Linked DNA regions of Mus musculus: region 1 is linked to region 2. A link is a contact called in public promoter capture Hi-C data. All regions are on one chromosome and are shown on one strand. The core of a region is the stretch at or near the end of the contact, and the rest is flanking DNA. Distances in the headings are between cores, read along the strand shown.

Evidence for each region. Capture Hi-C pulls out chosen DNA fragments and counts their contacts.
Region 1: a contact with region 2 is called in a promoter capture Hi-C map of adipose tissue. The contact joins the promoter of Hydin here to the promoter of Zfp612 in region 2. A contact is called at or near these places in 2 of 39 promoter capture datasets (cranial neural crest and embryonic stem cells) and 1 of 9 other capture datasets (adipose tissue).

Annotation. Positions count from the first base shown.
Region 1 is chr8:110,265,042-110,269,965 of GRCm38.p6, reverse strand. It overlaps Hydin (HYDIN, axonemal central pair apparatus protein), which reads right to left and starts at 2,989. Exons shown (of 87, transcript NM_172916.2): 1 at 2,935-2,989; 2 at 2,516-2,697. The coding sequence starts at 2,630. Gm26832 (a long non-coding RNA gene) reads left to right here and starts at 2,944. Exons shown (of 5, transcript XR_879191.3): 1 at 2,944-3,082; 2 at 4,016-4,169.
Region 2 is chr8:110,077,497-110,082,716 of GRCm38.p6, reverse strand. Zfp612 (zinc finger protein 612) reads right to left here and starts at 2,983. Exons shown (of 5, transcript NM_175480.4): 1 at 2,713-2,983; 2 at 1-39.

The sequences.
Region 1 (4,924 bases), core at 1,740-4,239, 190 kb before region 2:
TATAACCCAGAAACCCTCCAATTATTTACTAAAACATTAATAATATGCAGCAACCCAGAGACCTATGGATGACTGATTGTGACAGACTCACGTAAGTGAGTGATCATAATGGTCAGATACCTGGAGCAAACCAAATGCCCATCACCTGGTGGTATATCCAATCCAACAGAGCAGTATTCAGCAATAAAAAGGAATAGCCTACTGTTACAACAACGTGGGTAAACCTCAGACACAGTGCGCTAAATGAAGCAAATCAGACAGAAGGTTTTACATATTTTATGATTCCATTATTCGGAGAGTACAGAATCAGAAATCAGATCATTGTCACAAAGAGGGCCAACTAGAACAAGACACAAGAGAACTGTCTGAGCTACTAGAAATAATTCTATATACTTACTGTGGTGGGTTGAGTTGTCACACAGACCTTATCTTTTTGAAACCAGCTTATGGAATTGTACAGACAAATGGCAGACGTTTTAAGAGTACAAGCTATGTGTCAATAAACCTGGTTTTAAAAGTGTGTGACATAATTACTAGTGTTTTATAGGCCCACAAAGAACAGTTATCATTTATGGGTTATTTATGTCAAACACAGCTTCCTGGAAAAACAAGAGCAAGAAGAGTGTCCTAGCATGGTTTCTGTGGCTGTGATAAAATATTATCACCCAAAGGAACTTCGGGGGCACAAAGGGTGTATTTGGCCTATAGGCTAAAGTCTGTCATCAAGGAATGCCGGGTAGAGGCTGAAAAGAGGAACCACAGAGAAAGCTGCCAACTGGCTTGCTCAGCTAGCTTTCTTTACAGCCAGGGCCTGCATGACTATTAGGGATAGCACTGCCCACATGGGGATTAGACCCCTCCCACATCAGTGATTAAGAAAATGCCCCACAGGCCAATCTGATCAAGGCAATTCTTCCACCGAGGTTCCCTCTTCTCAGATAAATGAATATCTGTGTCAAATTGACAGCTGAAGCTAGCTATGATCAATGTACAGGGAGGAAATATTAATTTTATCTCAACGCAACATACAGTGAATTAGTATCCTGCGTATGGACAATGGCCCCGGTGCACCATTTTCTTTTTCTGATGCTTTGACAATACCATGACCAAAAGCAACTTAGAGGGGGAGGGTTCATTTCAGTTTATAGGTTACAGCCCATCGCTGAGAGAAGTCAGATGGATAATTGAAGGAGAATCCATACAGGAACATTGCTTGCTGGCTCACTGGCAGGCTCATGCCTAGCTAGCTTTCTTATACAGCCCAGGACCCCCTGCCAAGGGAATGGTGCTGCCCACAGTGGGCTCAAGATGATTCCCCACAGATATTCCCACAAGCCAATCGTGAGATTCCCTTCTTAGGTGATTTTAGGCTGTGTCAAGTTGACACTAGAACTAAATGGATATCTAGAAATCAATATGAAAAAGGGCATCTGCATTTTAAAAGGCAGCGGATTCACATTAGAGCCGTTGTCAATAATGAACAGTCAGAGACTACTCTATTGGACTAGCAATCAGGGAAACACAAATAAAGTGATCGCCATTCTTTTCCCATCAGGATAATAAAAGTCTTAAAGAACGGGCATTTCAAGCATTCACCAGTATCCAGGGCAAGCCGCACAAACTGAGACAATGAAGCTCACTATACTCAGGAGTGTTGGAAAACAAAACAGGTAACTTTAAAAATAGTTGGATGGTTGTCGTTGCAGGCCCATTAATGCGTGAGCCTGGGCCCTAAAGCAAGATCAATGGTCCCAATTGTGCTGGTGAACATTAGTGCAGGGACAGCTGTGCAAACTGTAGAAATCACAGGGGTGTGAGTGCGAGATGGTAAGAAGGGAACCTCCCAGCCCCCAGCCAAGCAAGGTGTGATTCCCCACATGAGCGGATGCTCTCCAGGAAGAAACTGATGTGAACTTGGGATCCCCAAAACACAGACGAACAATGACTCAGTGGGTGGGCGCATATACCCTCTAGTGATTTGTGAGGATGACTGGGAAAATGTCTAATACATTTTATAAAATGTCCTTAAGGAGTCCCACATTGAAAGCTTTTTGGTGTTTCTGTGACTGTCTGGGTTTGGAAAAAAAAAAAAAAAAACCAAACAAACTCATTATCCTGCATGAGTTTGGATTTTTTTTTTTTAAACTAGTTTCAAATTTGATCTTAATTAAGGTCTGAGTTCTAACACGGACGCCCGTGACTCCACTGTTTATGCTCGTTTAAAATAGAACTCTTGTTCTACAATCTTCCAGACAAGCTCCAGGTGGTACTAGACATGAAGTGGGGCCCAAGTTGCTTTAAGTAAAGATAAGAGCTAAAACACAATCGTCTAATTAACACTCGGGCGCTTGTAATGTTCCGAAATAAAAAACGAAACAACCCCAAGCAGAATCAGGATTCCAGAAATTGAAGCACACACAGAACCCAGGGCCCCGAGGACAGCACAGACCTACAAAGCGCTGGTCCCCAGCTCCAATCCTGGGGCACTCTCTGAGCCCTAATTGCGCACACTCACAGAGAGGCACAGAGGCGGTTAACTGTTGCAGTCTTGCTTCAGGGTCGCATAAGAAGAGCACGTTTGGGATTTTTTCCTTTATATAATTAGCCACACATTTGATCTTCAGGGTCATTTTGAGAACGGGGCAGGAACAGCTGAAGGAAGGGCATGGGACCTGCCATCCATTTTCCTAGGGAAGACTGAAAGCGATTTGCCCAAAGCTGAAGTTAGAAGCGAGCTTCCAGGCGGGAATCCCAAGTACAGAAATCCAAGATCCCCTAAATTCAGTGGGGTGAACAGTAGGGGCCATCTCATCAGTCCCCATAAGCTCACTCTTTCACCCTGAGACCATTGAGAGATCCGGTAACCTCTGTACACTCAGAATCCCAGGGCAAACTCCACACCGCGCTCCCTGACGAAACTGGGTTTCAACTCACAGTCTCTGCACTTTTTGCGCGCCACTTTTTGCTGCACTGCCGAGTCCATCTTGTTACCATCTGTTGCCACAGCAACCGCAGAGTGTGGCTCACACTCTAGTAAGAGGAACGATGATTGGAGGAGGCGGGCGTCCCTAGCAACCGCCAGGTAATGAACCAACAGATTTCCTTTACAGTTTCCTGACCCACAAGCTTCTCTCCCACCCCAACGCCTTCCTTAGCCAGACCTTTCCTGGGTCTTCAAAGCCACTTCACACATGATCTCCGCGAACACCTGCCTCTTGGTGATTCAATCGGGATCCCCATTTCCACAGGAATGTTTAGCCTGTGGTCCTTTGACTTCCTCCAGGGGTCCAGAAATGCCCTTCAGTTAAGTGCTGAAGGAACTGAAAGCAATTCCTAGGACACTGGATGCCCATAGCATCCCCAAAGAGTAACTTTTAGATGGATTAGCCCGTCTTTCTTTTAGGAGACAGAAAATAAAGTGGTGTTCTTCCCAGAGTTCGTTTACAAGTATTTAAATCAGCCCTTAAAACACCTCCCAAAGATTTTTACTAGTGATCTTTCTTTACTCATTCGGAAAAAAAATTTAAAAATTAAAAAAAAAAAACCCACATAGCTAATGATCAGTGATTATTGGCCAAATATTAGTCACCAAGGGAATATTCTAGGCACTAAAAGATTCCAACTGCCAAGAGGGCTTCACCAAGAGTTTACCTCCGGTATGCACACGGTCATAGATGGTGTTATGCATGTTGTCAACAGAGTTATGGCGGGGGAGAGGGGGACGTGGAGCTGGACAGGGTTGTCAGGGATGGCTCTTTTGAGAAGACAGCCCAGAAGCTGAAACACTGGAAGATAAAAGTGACTGGCGGGCCAAAGAGAGAGCAGGGCACAGCAGAAACAGGAAGTTAAGGGCAGAGCTGAGATTGAGTTAGTCCCTTCAGCAGAGGGGGCGGGGAGGACTGTGATGAGATATAAGGAGATGGCTCTTTGCAGAACTGGCCCCTCCTCCTCCAGTACCCAGTGCTCCTGTCCCCTGTCACACCCTATCATGTCACCCAATTTATTTCCTTCACAGACCTTCGTTAGCTTCTTTTCGCCCTGTGGGCTCCATCAACACAGACTGCATTATTTCCATCCCTGCACTTAAAATAGTAACCGGTCTGAGACGAACACCGCATAAATACTTGTTGGCTGCATGAAGTGGCACACCGCAATACCAGGAACCAGGGGTAACTGTGGGGGTGTGAAAGAGAGTTAAGACAGAAAAGCTTCTGTCTTCAGGGACTTTGGATGCCTGTGGAAGAAATGAATTACAAACTGTACTGGCAAGCCATGTGCAGAACTGGGTGGTTTCATTTCTGAGTGTTATGGGAAGTCATTCTGCAACCCCCCCCAAAAGTTCCTTTATTCTTTCTATTGCATCTCAATTCAAGGTTGCACATGTAAAATACCTCCTGTATACCAACCACTGATAAGGAGCCATCAAGACAGACATCAACTCTGTCTGAGGAGCTTATGCCCTGTGGACAGTATGCCCAGCTCAGTTGACACTGGTGGCAATCTATGGCCTCCGATGGCCACTGAGTTCTTGCCTTGTGTCTGCTCCTAACTAGAAGGTGGGATAGATGTGAACTTGTGTCATAAAGACTTTGAGGAAAAGAAGAATGAAAAAAATACCTCTTTGCTAATTTAAAAAATATTGATTTCACATTGAAATGACGAAGTTTTAGATATGCTAGGTTGGACGTTTTGTTATTAAAACCAATCTTCAATTTTCTTCTGCTTAATATGGCTGTTAAAATACATATGCGCCTAGTCTTAAAAATGCACTTGACAGTGCCTCACTACCAGGAGCCTGATGCCGACTGAATGCACAAATGAATTCTCAACATGATGTTAAAGTGGTCACTGGGGCTTGGCACATGGAATAGCAAATTTCCAACAGATGAAGCAGACCAATATTTTTGCAAAGAGAACAAGGCAG
Region 2 (5,220 bases), core at 1,734-4,233:
CTGCTGTCACCTGGTCTCCCTCTCAAGGAAGGACTGGAGCTGAGAAGAAACAGGGTGGGGGAGGGGTGTAAGGTGAGCCATCCCAATCAGGAGCATAGTTAAGATCTGAGTTGGTTCCCAGACAGGAACAGGAGCTGCCAAAGAAGATGGAGCGACCCCTCACTGGTTCCAGGTGTCCTTCCCAGGTAGGACACTGATGCTCTCAAGTTGGCTGCCAAGAAGCCTGTGATTTGGCAGTTCTTACAAGCATCATATAAAAGTATTTATAAAACTTAGGCAGAGCCTAAAGGATAACAGACCAGGACGAGAGGATTCAGTTCTAGGGAGAACATTATCAACCCTAACTCATTTCTCTGTCTGCAACTGAGCATCATTTGCAATGACAGCGCAGGACAGGCCGGCTGGGTCAGGTCTGGGAGTCAGGCTGCAGGAATACCACATAGATAGGAGGCGGCTGCCCCTCTGCCTGCCAGTTCGAGCCTTCTTGGTGTCAAGAATCCTCACGCTTGCCAGGAGGGATGGAGCTGGGGGGCGAGGATCAGAGGTGGAGGCCAGCCTGGGCTGCAAAAGACCCTGCCCCAAAACAACAGAAGGACCCTGATGAATCCAGGGCATAACAGTGCCTACTTGTAACCCCGGCACTCAGGAGGCCAGGGCAGAAAGCTCCGGAATTCAAAGTTCAAGGCTACTTTGAACCACACAGGAATCCTGTCTCAACAAACCATGGGGGAAGGAGGGGGGGGGGGATGCACACAAAGAAACAAATGAACCCTAAGGCTTTTGTGCAGGTCTCATCCATGGCCTAAGCTAACCTTGAGAAAGCTTGGCTAAAATAAGAGAGGTATCAGGCTGCCTTTCAGTTCTCGAGCTAACCTGTCCACTTTGGATCAGCTATGCCAAGTGGAGGCTTTCTGCAGTTCTCCTAGGCAGAGACCAGCTTTACAAAGCTGTAAGCAACCTTCACAAGGACTTATACCACATCTACATCATTCCTGCTGTCTGGCTTCTCCCATATTCTAAGATGCCTGTTGTAGCAGACTGCAGGCAAATAAACATCTATGAGGCCGCCCTTGACCATCAGGGGGCAGGATTTGATAGGTAAGTGCTTTTCCCATTAACCCTAGAAGGACATCTTTTGAGATTCCAAGGCTCCTCAGAGACCCTGCAAGACAGAACCTGTTGAGGGCCAAAGCTGGTAAGGCAACCTTGTATGCACTTTATTAAAGCAAACTAAATTGGCCTAAGAAAGCCTTCTGACTCATATACCAGAGTCCTGACCTGTAGAGAATTGCAACCTAACTCAGTATATAAACACATTCAAAACCTAACTTCAGAACTGAGTCTCAGCCAATCATAGTGGCCAGGCTGATCAAACTAGGTTCAAATAAGGCAAGCTCCAGGCACAAGCCAACTGAGCTAGCTCTTCAGTACAGGTCTTCTCCTGTCTATAAATACCCAGCCCCATGGCATCCCCAGTCTTACAAGTTGTTGTGGTGTCAATCATTCTTTGCCCAACTGAACTGTTATATTTAATTTGTCTATATTTTTTTTCTATTTTGCTATCTTTGTCCTTCACTCTGTCCAGGCGACTATATTCTACTCATAGCTAAATTCCCACAAACAAAACAAAACAAAACCCTTTGTCCTACGTTCTACATCTTGAAAAACCTAGACTACAAAAGGATTTTTAAATGTTTCTACCTCTTCAAATTGCAGGAGTTTCCCCAGCCATTTTCATTATGACTTATTTGGCAATTAAAAAACTATCAGGCTGTAAATTTTCCTCTGGCTCAGAATTAACCCTTGACCAGGAACACTCGATGCCAAATGTGTTTGGAAAACTCTATATCCACATCAAATCTTAAAAATGTCTACAAAGGGGGTGCCCAGGAAGGGGGGGTGTGAAATGAATCAAATGCATTCTACATTTGTATGAAAATTGCCTGTGAATAAAAAAGCTTGAAAAATGTATTCCTATGGATATTCTCATGTGTAGGAGACATGCACAAAGTATCCATCGTCAGCACTATTTGTGATGCATAACCAGCCTGAAAACAACCTACCCATCCCCTGAAAATACAGCTTCTGTATTGTTTTTATAGCTGGACCTTACCCAGCTGACATAGACACTACTTAGAAATTAACCAAGTACTCAAAAACAACAACAACAACAAAGCTTAAACTGTTGCATATGTATACACTTTTAAAAAAATAGGCTGTGGTAAACACAAAATTCAAAATAGTTGTTACATCTGAGGGTGGGAAGAGTCTGAGAGTCAGATGAAGAACGAATACACTGATGGATGCAGCATAAGGACCAGATTCGTTCTTATCTGGCTGCGCATAGGTAAGCATCCGTTACTTTTCTTTCTCTTAAAACTCTTTCTCTGTGTCTATCTCTGTCTCTGTCTCTCCCTGCTCCCCACCTTGGAAAAATAAGTGTTTTGGCTACGGTTATAGCCGTAAGAGACCTGCATCCATCCAAATGTCGCACTGCCTTCTACGGGGTATGAAATAGCAGCAATTCTGAAACTAGTCTGTGTGTACTCTTGCCATGTCGTCATCTTGTGTGCATGTGTGGGGCCTGACGTCGATGCAGCAGACCAGGCCTTAAGCTCGCTCTGTCCCCAACGGCTGAGAAGTGGCCCTGCTTTCCCTGCGGTGGCCCCGCGCCCTTCACCCTGCCTGGAGCCCGGGACAAGCAGTACACACCTGCAGGGCCGCGGCGGGTCAAGAGACCTGCGATGTCACCTCGAGCCGCTTCGCCCCCGCACGCAGCTACCCCTCTGTGAAGTGACACAGCTTCCCCGATCCGCCACCTGCTGAGTTTTCTGGGTCTGACAATGGTCGCCACTCAAGCGTCACCGCTGTGGACACGGAGACTTGGTGGCCCGCGAGGCTGGCTGCGGGAGCCCCTGCGTGCTGTCCGCCAAGACACACCGCGAACCGCAATGGGTCCGCACTCACCTGCGCAGCACGGTCCGCGCGCGGCCGGAAGTGCGTCACCGGCCCGACCCCGCCCCTCTAGGAGTGCTGCCCCCTCCCTCTCTGGGGTGCCCGCCTGGCCTCTGCGGTTCTCTGTCGCCTAGGACTCAAGCTCTTTGTCGTGGGCCATGGGTTCTGATGTCTTAGGACCCTTACTCCTGGAGTACTGGATAGACCCACCCGAGAAAGGCCACCCGAGTTTATGTCTTGGTAAAGCTGGAGGTGCCAGCAGGTGGACTGTGCCAGTGCGTCACAGGCTGGAGGACCCAGGGTCCACTTTAAAAATAAATGTTATGTAATGTCATGCAGGCCTGCTGCTGGGCCTTGATTGCAGTTGTTCTGGAAGCTGAGGCTGGAGATGGCGCTTAATGATACACTGCTTCTCGGGCACTCTGGGTTCAAAAACCAGGACAAATAATAATAATAACAACAACAACAACCTGATTTCCTACCATGAAATTCATAACTACCTGCTGTTGACACAAGAAAACAACTCTTACCTTAAAGGGGATAAGAGATAGTTTATTCTCAAACCAAATTTAAGTGATCATAGCCCAGGAGCCCAGATTTAGGTTGCCCCAAATTCCACGTTCCAACGCGGAAGCAGTTTTATAGTTTTACAGATCAAAAAAGTCCTAAATCAAAGTTTAAGATATATTGGTTGGGCCGGGCGGTGGTGACGCACGCCTTTAATCCCAGCACTTGGGAGGCAGAGGCAGGCAGATTTCTGAGTTCGAGGCCAGCCTGGTCTACAGAGTGAGTTCCAGGACAGCCAGGGCTGCACAGAGAAACCCTGTCTCGAAAAGAAAAAAGAAGAAAAAAAAAAAAAAAGATATATTGGTTGGGTGCATCAGAGAGGTCGGTACAGCAAGATAGGGGTCGCCTTTCTATATTTCAGATGGATGCTATATGATAACCTTCTTGGCTTTTGTGTTGGTGGAAGTCAATGGCCTGTTACAAGATCCCAACAGGTGTTTAATCTATATTACAGGATGTTAGTTCTTACAGAAAAATAAGCAAGAAATGGTTATTCAAAGTGGTAACACTGGCCCAAAATAAGATAATTAGCTAGCCTTGGCACCTGTAGCATTCCAATATCTCAACAGCACTATAGTTCAATGAGTCAGTCTCTGTAGACATGACTTCTGTTCGGGAACTGAAAATTGGCACTGCCTAGAGACCCACAAGTAATACATAGTAGAGGATACATGAAAATGATTTATAGTAACAACACTACTTTGGTCTAATGGCATACATATTTGCCATTGTCCCACATGGAATTCGGATGTCAGAGCCACAGAGCTCCTGTCTTTCGCTGGTGTTTCCAAAAATCACAAGAGCATGATCTAAAACGGTGAATGCTCTTTTGACAGAGTTCTGAGTGAAACACAGAATGGTTTTTCTCTTCATGATGCTGGAGTCAGATTCCTGGAATTGCTACACGCGTTGTCTGAGTCCTAGATTCTGGCCAAGGTTTTCACTTACATAAATGACTAGTCACACACTAGCAAGTCTTCCTCTGTAGCCAAGACTGTCTTACATCGTCGGCTTTGTGGCACTTCTGACTTTCACCCACAATGCTACCCCTCACCATCACCATCAAAGGTTAAAAAAAAAACAAAAAAACAAAACAAAACTTACCCCACACAAAGTCCCAGAATGAACCCTGGGGGACATTAGACAGTACTAAAAGCTACTGGGTTGGACCCTCTTTACAAATTCTCCTTCCTGGACATGCTCCCAAAACCCCACTCCTCACTGAGGAGCTATTGAGAATTGACGGCTGCTTGGGAAAGGGGAGTCTATTTTCTTCAGGGAATGGGATGTGGTCCCTCTGAGCCTACCCATGCTCCAGGACTAGCAGCACTAAGAGGACTCAGTGAGTTCTAACAAGAACTCATGAAGTTGGAGGGAAAGAGATAGGAGGGGGAGGGGATTGGATAGAGGAGAGGGAATGGAGGTTGTCAAAACCACTACATGTGTGTATGAAATTCTCAAGCATTGAAAATGAACCCCCTTCCTGACTCTGGTAACACAGTTCTTTCTTCCTTCCAGCTTGGCTCGTCCCCATCCTGCTGTACCCTCCTGGCTCTCACCACACCCATTTTCTTTGCTCTTCCTGCACTTGCACACAAGCACAGAATGCTTTCTCCTTACCAGTCCTACCCTTCCTGTTACAGGAAACATCAGCTAAAATCCCACTCCTCACAGAAAGTGAGCCTTCTCCAACCACCC